Regions from separate parts of the Rattus norvegicus genome. Here region 2 is linked to region 1. A link is a contact called in public Hi-C data. All regions are on one chromosome and are shown on one strand. Each heading gives the region's core, a stretch centred on a gene start, on an enhancer-like site or on the middle of the called end of the contact. The rest is flanking DNA. Distances are from core to core; before and after follow the strand shown. Region 1 overlaps Rreb1 (ras responsive element binding protein 1). Region 2 overlaps Tpi1l2 (triosephosphate isomerase 1 like 2).

Region 1 (3,751 bases), core at 224-2,723:
AGGTGCTAGGGGCAGGAAAAATATGTTCCTGAGGTGGGAAAACACTGGGGGAAGAGGCTATTCTGTAAGGAGGAACTAACATTTTCCCCAAAGACAGGGTTTGGGGGGAAAAAAAACATTAAGAAAGGATTTTAGCTGGAGAAGTGTTGGAGATGCCGCAGGCCCAAGCAGAGAGGAATTACTCAGAAGGGCAGTGGTGAAGGAAGGGTAGTGAGAGCTGAGGTGAAACGGACCTGGCGCTACAGAACACATACAGAGGCAGCTGAGGGAGGAAGGTCCTTGTGCACCATGTGGAGACACTTGGATTTCTTCCTGTAGACACAAGGAGCCAAGGACTGTTTTGAAGCATGCAAGACAATACACACCACTCTGTGGACAGGGCAGGGTGAACTGCAGAAGGGAGGAACTGGTCACAGGAAATTAACTTAAGAGGCATTTGCAACACCCTCGAGGGGTTCTGCCCAATGTGAGGCCAGCCACTGAAGACAGTGGGGTGCCGGGCCTGGCTGCCTGAGGATACTGTATCCTCCTGATCCCTTTCTAGAAGGAAGGGAGATGGCTTTCATTTTTACAAGTACCTGCAGGGCGAGATGCCAGGAGGTCCCAGCTCTGGCAAAGTTGTAAAAGTAAAGAGCTGGGAGTTGCCAGTTCATAGGTGAGAGACGAGGGCAGGAAAACACCAGCGTGCTGGATGCAAGAGGACTCATCCCCCGGCAAGGTGTCTGCTGAGCTGTGGCAATGGGTACCCTTAGCACAGCTGGTCCATTGGTGAGAGAGAAAAGCTATGGTCCAGGGGCACACAACACGACTGGAAGTCCAGATCATAGTTCCCAGATCTGGGATCATAGTCCCAGATCATAGACTCCAGGCCTCGTCCTGTCTCAGTGAGACACAGTAGCAGAGAAAAAACAACGGTAAGGCTCGAAGCAAGTGGTGTTTGTGTCCCCTGACACTTCTAGACACTTCCATCTGGGGTCCCAACCAACCAGCTCCTCCCCTCCCCCATCCTGGTGCACCCTCCTTGATTCCTCCCTATCCTGTCTTGCCATAGGATAACCCACCCTCCTCTCAAGAGGGGACAACTGAGCCAAAGACTCAGGAAAACTGCCCTTGAATAAAAGATAGGCGATTATGTAAGATTTTTACAAAAATTTAAGAAACAAAATGGAGAGAGAGACTATGAGTGCCCAAAAGCATCAAGCAAGTAGGGGCTAGTTCAAACACTTAAAAAAAAAAAAAAAAGTATACTCCACAGAACTTACAAAACGAGGGAGACCTGACAGAAGGGCGGTGATGGCGAAGTTGAGCCATCTACAAGTAGGGCAGCTTTCTGTCAGTGAATCGAGGTTGTTTTAGAAGCAGAGGAGTGTTGGGACTTACCCACGACAGAGTTTTCAAAGCTACTTAACAGCACTCAGCGATTGCTCCACCCGCAAACTGTCTGTGATACTTTGAACCTGCCAACCGCGCTCCCTTACAGGCATGTCATAAAGAGCTCACCTGCTGTACGGAATGTCTCCACACAGCACATGCAGTGTGCAGCGCACGCTCGGTCTATCTGCGACAAGGTTACAGTAAATGGGGGGTGGGGGTGTCGCTGGACATACTCAGCAGAGTAGACCTGGGTCCTGAGGCCAACTACTGGAAACTAGTTTGTTTTGTTTTGTTTTTGTTTGTTTGTTTGGTTGGTTTTTTTTTTTTTTTTTTTTTTTTTTTTTTGGTCTACCTTGACTCCTGGATTTCTGAGGCTGAATGGGTAACCAAGTCTCCATTGCACAGAGGTGGAGAGAGGCTGCCCTGAGCATTGTAGGAGGTGTGCTGGCACCTCTTGTCTCTATTGCTTAAATGCTAACAACCATCCCTTCAAAGCCTAAGCCTTAAGCTTGGCTTCCTGTCTTTCTCTTCGAGCATATCCCTAGGTAAACCCCATGAAGAAGAATCTGCTTGTCATGTCTGCTCCCCACAATGGAAGCAAAAGGAGCACTCCCCACCCCACCCCCATTGAGAGAAACTTGCAGGTAAATTCGGCCAAAGGTAAAGGAACTGTACAAAATTCTGGAAAGGGAAATCTGGAGTGGATACCCATGAAGCTTCCTGAACTCAAAATATACCACTTTCTTCCATTTATAGACTTTTTTTTCTGACTTTCTGGAACTTTCATTTTATCCTATCAACAATGCTGTGAGGTAGAAAAGGTGCAGATAACCACATTCATCAGTAGCAACACAGCCAATGGGGTTTGTGTTTGTTTAATTCCCTCACACCTTCAAATTCAAGCAGAGAATTACTTCCAAAAGGGCTCTGACCTTATTTTTTAAAACACCGCCACAGAGAAGCCCACAGCATATATTAAATGCTCAGCCCTCAAAGCCAAGCTGCCTCCAACCAGCAGCTGTTTTCGGTGGGATGCTGGCCTGAAGCGAAGACTCAGGGGTCAGGATGGACCTCGCTGTAAATTCATGTTGTTCTGAGAATTTTTGCTAACCGTCTTGACAACCAAAGACTGACACTTAGCCTGAAAAGCTAAAGAGGGGCAGAGGGTGTAAAAGAAACTCAACTGCTAGCCTATCAAACGCTTTTGTAACAATCCTTCCCCAGTCTTGGAATGGGGGGGGGGGGTAAAAAGGATGAAATACCAAGCAAGCTCAGGGGAAAAACAAATAGAGCATTTAAAAGCTTTATCTAATTACCCCCACGGAGACTTTTTCTCCTCAGTCTGGCTGTCTGACAAAACCAGTGGGGGATTTCATTCTCCTTCTCCACCTGGTGAGTCGGTGAGTGAGCTCCTCGGCCTCAAGGGGCCCTCAGGTGAATTGCCACAGAAGCAGTCAGTCCCTGGACCCTGGCCTTCAGAGAGGTTTTCAAATTCTCTCAGCGTTAGTTGCCTGAATCACACAGAACAAACAGTCTCTGCCCTCCCACTGCTTTGTCTGAAGCACCTATTCACAAGCTGCCACCTTTACTGATGGGCAGACAGACGGGTAACCTGCAGCCCACAGGCTCATCTACCCAGGGATGCTAGATCACAGGTCTCCCTGCCCCTCCTCCCTACCCACCTCCCCGCCCCCTTCAGCTGCCAACGAGCAGGATGAAATCTCCGGGCATGCTCAGTTGCCCTTCAGACCATGTTGGGCACCCAAGGGACGTGACAAGAGAGACCTTGAGAAAAGCTGGGCTGATGACACAGTCCAACGAGACTAACTGCTAACTAGGAAAAAAAGCTCCTCCCCATCTTCCTCATTCTTCTACCTCTGCAATAAAGAAAACACCAGCAGCCAGGTTTCCCTTCCTTGGTCGGCTTGCCATGTGGGAGTGGGGGAAGTTGAAAGTAAATGATGCATTTCAGAAAGCACATCTTATACTTCCCTCCGGGTTCAGATGGTACACCTTTTACCTCGGATCTATCCGCACCCCTGGGCGTGGAGATCGTTCTCTGACCCTGCGAGCATTTGAAAGAGGTACTTGACTGTCTCTACCCTAGAAGCACAATCTGAATCTAAAAATCGAGAGGAAGAGAAAAGAGAACCTGTCTCTCAATCTCTTAATTATATTTGAATATAAAAAATATGACTCAACAAGGCCTACTTGATAGGTCAGGAAAACACACATAACCTTGAGGCAGGGAAGCTTCTGGCTTTGCAGCAGGCCTGCCACTCAACAGAAGCGATAGTTTCCAGCCACCAGTTCAACCCCACTTGCATCTATCATCTCCATGAAAAACCTCAAAAACCTTGAAACACACTTAAGACAA
Region 2 (3,709 bases), core at 585-3,084, 220 kb after region 1:
AGTGAGCAGAAGTTGGGTCACCTCTCCCCAGGAAAAGTTAATGCAACGACTAGACACAGGATGAAGGGTGGGGAATGCGAGCGCTCCCATCTCGGGTGTCCTGGATCGCGGATACCTGACCCACTGATACCCGCTCCCGTGGAACGAACCGGTACAGCACACGTGCCGTGTGTCTGTCAGCCGCTCCTAGATGACAAGGGAAGACATCTCCACTTGCTCAGTTCAGATGCACATTGTCTCTGAGAAACCGTGAGCCATGCTGTGGTGAGGGTGCAGACGGCTAGGCACACTCAGGCACAGAGAGGGAGTCCTAAGATTCCAGCGCTGACACCCAGGCCCACTGGGGATGAAAGGGCCGGAGGAGCACCTTTCATTTCAGTCCTTCCGGTTTCAGCCGGTCTTCTCTGGCCTGGTGAACAGGTTCCCACTTATCTCCAGAGGACAATTACCCCCAGAATCAGGGAACACGGTTCTGCCAGTAAGTCACGATCAGTCTTGAGAGCTTTCAGCAACCCTTTCTCCCTTTCTCCCCTCCTTCCTTCATTGCTCATCTAAGCAGTCCAGATACAAAATAAAATTAGAAGCCCCTAAGGTCCTTGATGCTCTCTGAAGCCTACCTGTTAGTAGGGGGACATGGACATTAAAGAGGATGGCTTAAAGAGAAACCATGTTAATGAAGAGGGGAGTGTGGGAAAAACTGGGAGAGCTGATGTCTCAGCTGGGGGCATGGTCTCTTGAAGGCGGGGGTGGGGGGGTGGGGGTGGGGGGGAGTGGGGGGGGCTATGGGAGGGCGGAGTGGGGGGAGCATCCAGACAAGGAGAAGGCAAATGTCCAGTCTGGAGGCTGGAGTAGTGCCACGTGGGTGGAAAGAGGACCCAGAAGAGGATGGGCAAGGAAGACTTCCAACAGACCAGACCCTGGCTGGGGAGCTCTGATCTTTGCACTGAGGGCCACAGGAAAGGTTTCAGAGTCTGGCGCGGGGAAGGAGGAGCAGGAGGAAGTACGGAAGTACGAGGGCCCTGCTGTCTGGAGCTGCAAAGCCTAATCTTCGCAGAGCCATCTGGCTGTGGTCTGCTCTGTACCAGACAGACAAACTTGAGGTCGGGGACATCAGCCAGGGTTCCCAGCGGCAGGTGCCTGAGAGGGACTTAGAGGAGAACTGGAACTGGCTGTGGCTAAAAGGCCCAGGCCAGCCTGTCTACAAAATGGAGTGTCAGATGATGGCAACACATACCCACAGGCCAGTGCGCAAGGACATCGGTAGTGTCACTCTCAGCCTGAGGCATCAAGTCTGAGAACTTGGGAGATCGTGCTGAAAGTTTTAGGATCCAAAGTCACAGAACCTGGAACCGGCCGTAAGAGGCAACAGATTCAGACTCTGTCTGGCTGTAAGGGAGGGGCCAGCTCTCCTCTGTTCCGGGGAAGCCAGCCCCAGCAGAGTGACGGTATGGTGCCCACAGTCCATCCACTCTGTTCTCTGGCAACAGCCTTGCTCTGAATGCTCCTTAATCCACCGAAGCGAACACCTCAAGTGAGCCCCCCAGCAGACAGTGGGTCACACTGACCCCGATTCTAAGGGCACGGTGTGTCTAGCTGGCAGAAGGCCGTGGGGTGTGTTCTACCTTCTGAATGAGAAAATGCTTCTGCCAGCAGCCAGCTCTGGCCCTTAGGTGTCTCAAGTCTTCTGGTTGCTGAGAGGACCTCCAGCAGCATAGATGAGAGCCAGGTCCCCTGTGTGTCTTAGCTGCCTGTTTGGTGTCACCGTGGATACAACATGCCTCCAAACTGGTGTTCCCTTTGACCACGGGGCAAGCTCCATGGTTCTCTGTCCTCAGAGGGAGGGCCGCAGGGTGTTTCATAAAACATCATTTGGATCTGCCCTGTGCTGAGCCTGCAGGGGTCAGTGTAGAGTTTCTGGGTGGGCTGTGAGGAAGTGGGGGATGGACAGTTTGTTTCTAGGTGGACTAAGAGTGTTGTTGAGGGACGGAGTCCAAGCCCAGAGATTCAAGGAAAGAAAAGGTAAATGCAGTACTTGAAGACCTCGTGTCAAGGCCAGAAGATGACCTTGGTGGGTTGCTGGTGTTTAGTGAGGCCAAACACACTGAGATGAGAGGCAGGAAGGGGTGGTTGTACAGAGCCCAAAGGTCACCAGAGACACGGTGTTAGGCTGCCAGGCATCAGAGGGAGGGAACAGTCCTCTTTTGATCCCACAAATCAAGTTGGGGAGACTGAAGAAGCACCCCAACAGTGCTGGGGAGAGAGGTGTCTCTGAGCACAGCTGATCTGAATCCTGGGTCTGTCAATCTCCGGGTGCGTGAGAGCTACTCTGAATAACAGGTGGATTTGACGTCAGCCGCCTGGTGGAGCGCATGCCCACATCAGACACTGCTCGTCTCTCTTCTCGGAGGGTGCAGTGGAGGGAGGAAGGCTGAAGAAATACCTGGATCGTTTTCCCTGCTCATTTACAGAGCTCGGTCCCATGCCGAGACACCATACACTTGTGCTGTTTACCCTTGTGGCGGAATCCGCCACAGGCATCCTGAGACACACACTTTCACCTTCTCCTTAGTAGCAATAACCTGTATTTTTAGCATGCCTTTCTGGAACAAGGGCCTGTTTTCCCAGACTCTCGGAACTAGGTGTGTCCACTGGGTAAAACCGTGGCCAGTGGACTAAAATTGGAAGCATGGTGCCCAACTTCTGGGAAGTAGGATTAAAGAAAAGGGATTCTTCTTCCTTCATGGTGCAGGATAGACTATGAGTGTGGTGGCTGGAGCTCCAGAACCAGTGTGCACTGTGAGGCAGAGCTCTGTGTTAATGGGGTGTGGTAGTTTAAAGAAGGATGGCCCCCATGGCTCATACATTTGAATGACACTAATTGGAAAGAATTAGGAAGTGTGGCCTTTTTGGAGGAAGTGTGTCACTGAGGATGAAGTTTCAAAACCCCACACCAGACCTGTTCTCTCTCTCTCTCTCTCTCTCTCTCTCTCTCTCTCTCTCTCTCTCTCTCTCTCTGCCACTTCTTCAGTGCCACATGTACCACCATGATCCCCAGTGAATGATAATGAACAAAACCTCTGAATCTGTAAGCAATCCCTTGGTTAAATGCTTTTTCATAAAAGTTATCTTGGTCATGGTGTCTCTTCACAGCAAGAGAACAGAGACTAAGACATGGGGTTCAAGCACTGTGAAAATCATGAAATGTTATGATTTTTCATTTATGTCAGATACAGACGTGTACTTTTGGCAAACTATATTAATTTTGGCTTTTGAAATATATGGATGAGCCTTTTTCTAACTAATACCTAATGGAAAGCAAACACACACACACACACACACACACACACACACACATGCATGTATGCTGTGCATACATGCAAATACACCCCCCTCTGACTTTTACATACATGTGTACCCTCATATATAACATGCACAGATACAGAAATATAAATAAATGTTTTAAAAAATCAATATTCCTGGAGAGATGATATGTTAGTCAGGGTTTCTATTCCTGCACAAACATCACATCCAAGAAGCAAGTTGGGGAGGAAAGGGTTTATTCAGCTTACACTTCCACATTGCTGGTCATCACCAAAGGAAGTCAGAACTGGAACTCAAGCAGGTCAAGAAGCAGGAGCTGATGCAGAGGCTATGGAGGGATGTTACTTACTGGCTTGCTTCCCCTGGCTTGCTCAGCTTGATCTCTTAT

Evidence for each region. A called contact is a pair of places that touch in the nucleus more often than the background predicts.
Region 2: a contact with region 1 is called in a Hi-C map of hepatocytes, with 1.9 times the contacts expected there. The contact joins two enhancer-like sites. A contact is called at or near these places in 2 of 12 Hi-C or Micro-C datasets (hepatocytes and kidney).

What each region holds. Positions count from the first base shown.
Region 1 is chr17:27,199,983-27,203,733 of GRCr8, forward strand. The region is part of intron 1 of Rreb1 (ras responsive element binding protein 1); the gene reads right to left. Among named protein-coding and RNA genes, the nearest start is that of Rreb1, 6.2 kb to the right of the region's middle. Within about 2 kb of position 1,474, at least 2 of the 93 cell types and tissues checked have an H3K27ac peak or open chromatin away from gene starts, as enhancers often do. A contact at or near this core is called in hepatocytes, where this site is marked.
Region 2 is chr17:27,422,052-27,425,760 of GRCr8, forward strand. The region is part of intron 1 of Tpi1l2 (triosephosphate isomerase 1 like 2); the gene reads right to left. Among named protein-coding and RNA genes, the nearest start is that of Rreb1, 220 kb to the left of the region's middle. Within about 2 kb of position 1,835, at least 3 of the 93 cell types and tissues checked have an H3K27ac peak or open chromatin away from gene starts, as enhancers often do. A contact at or near this core is called in hepatocytes, where this site is marked.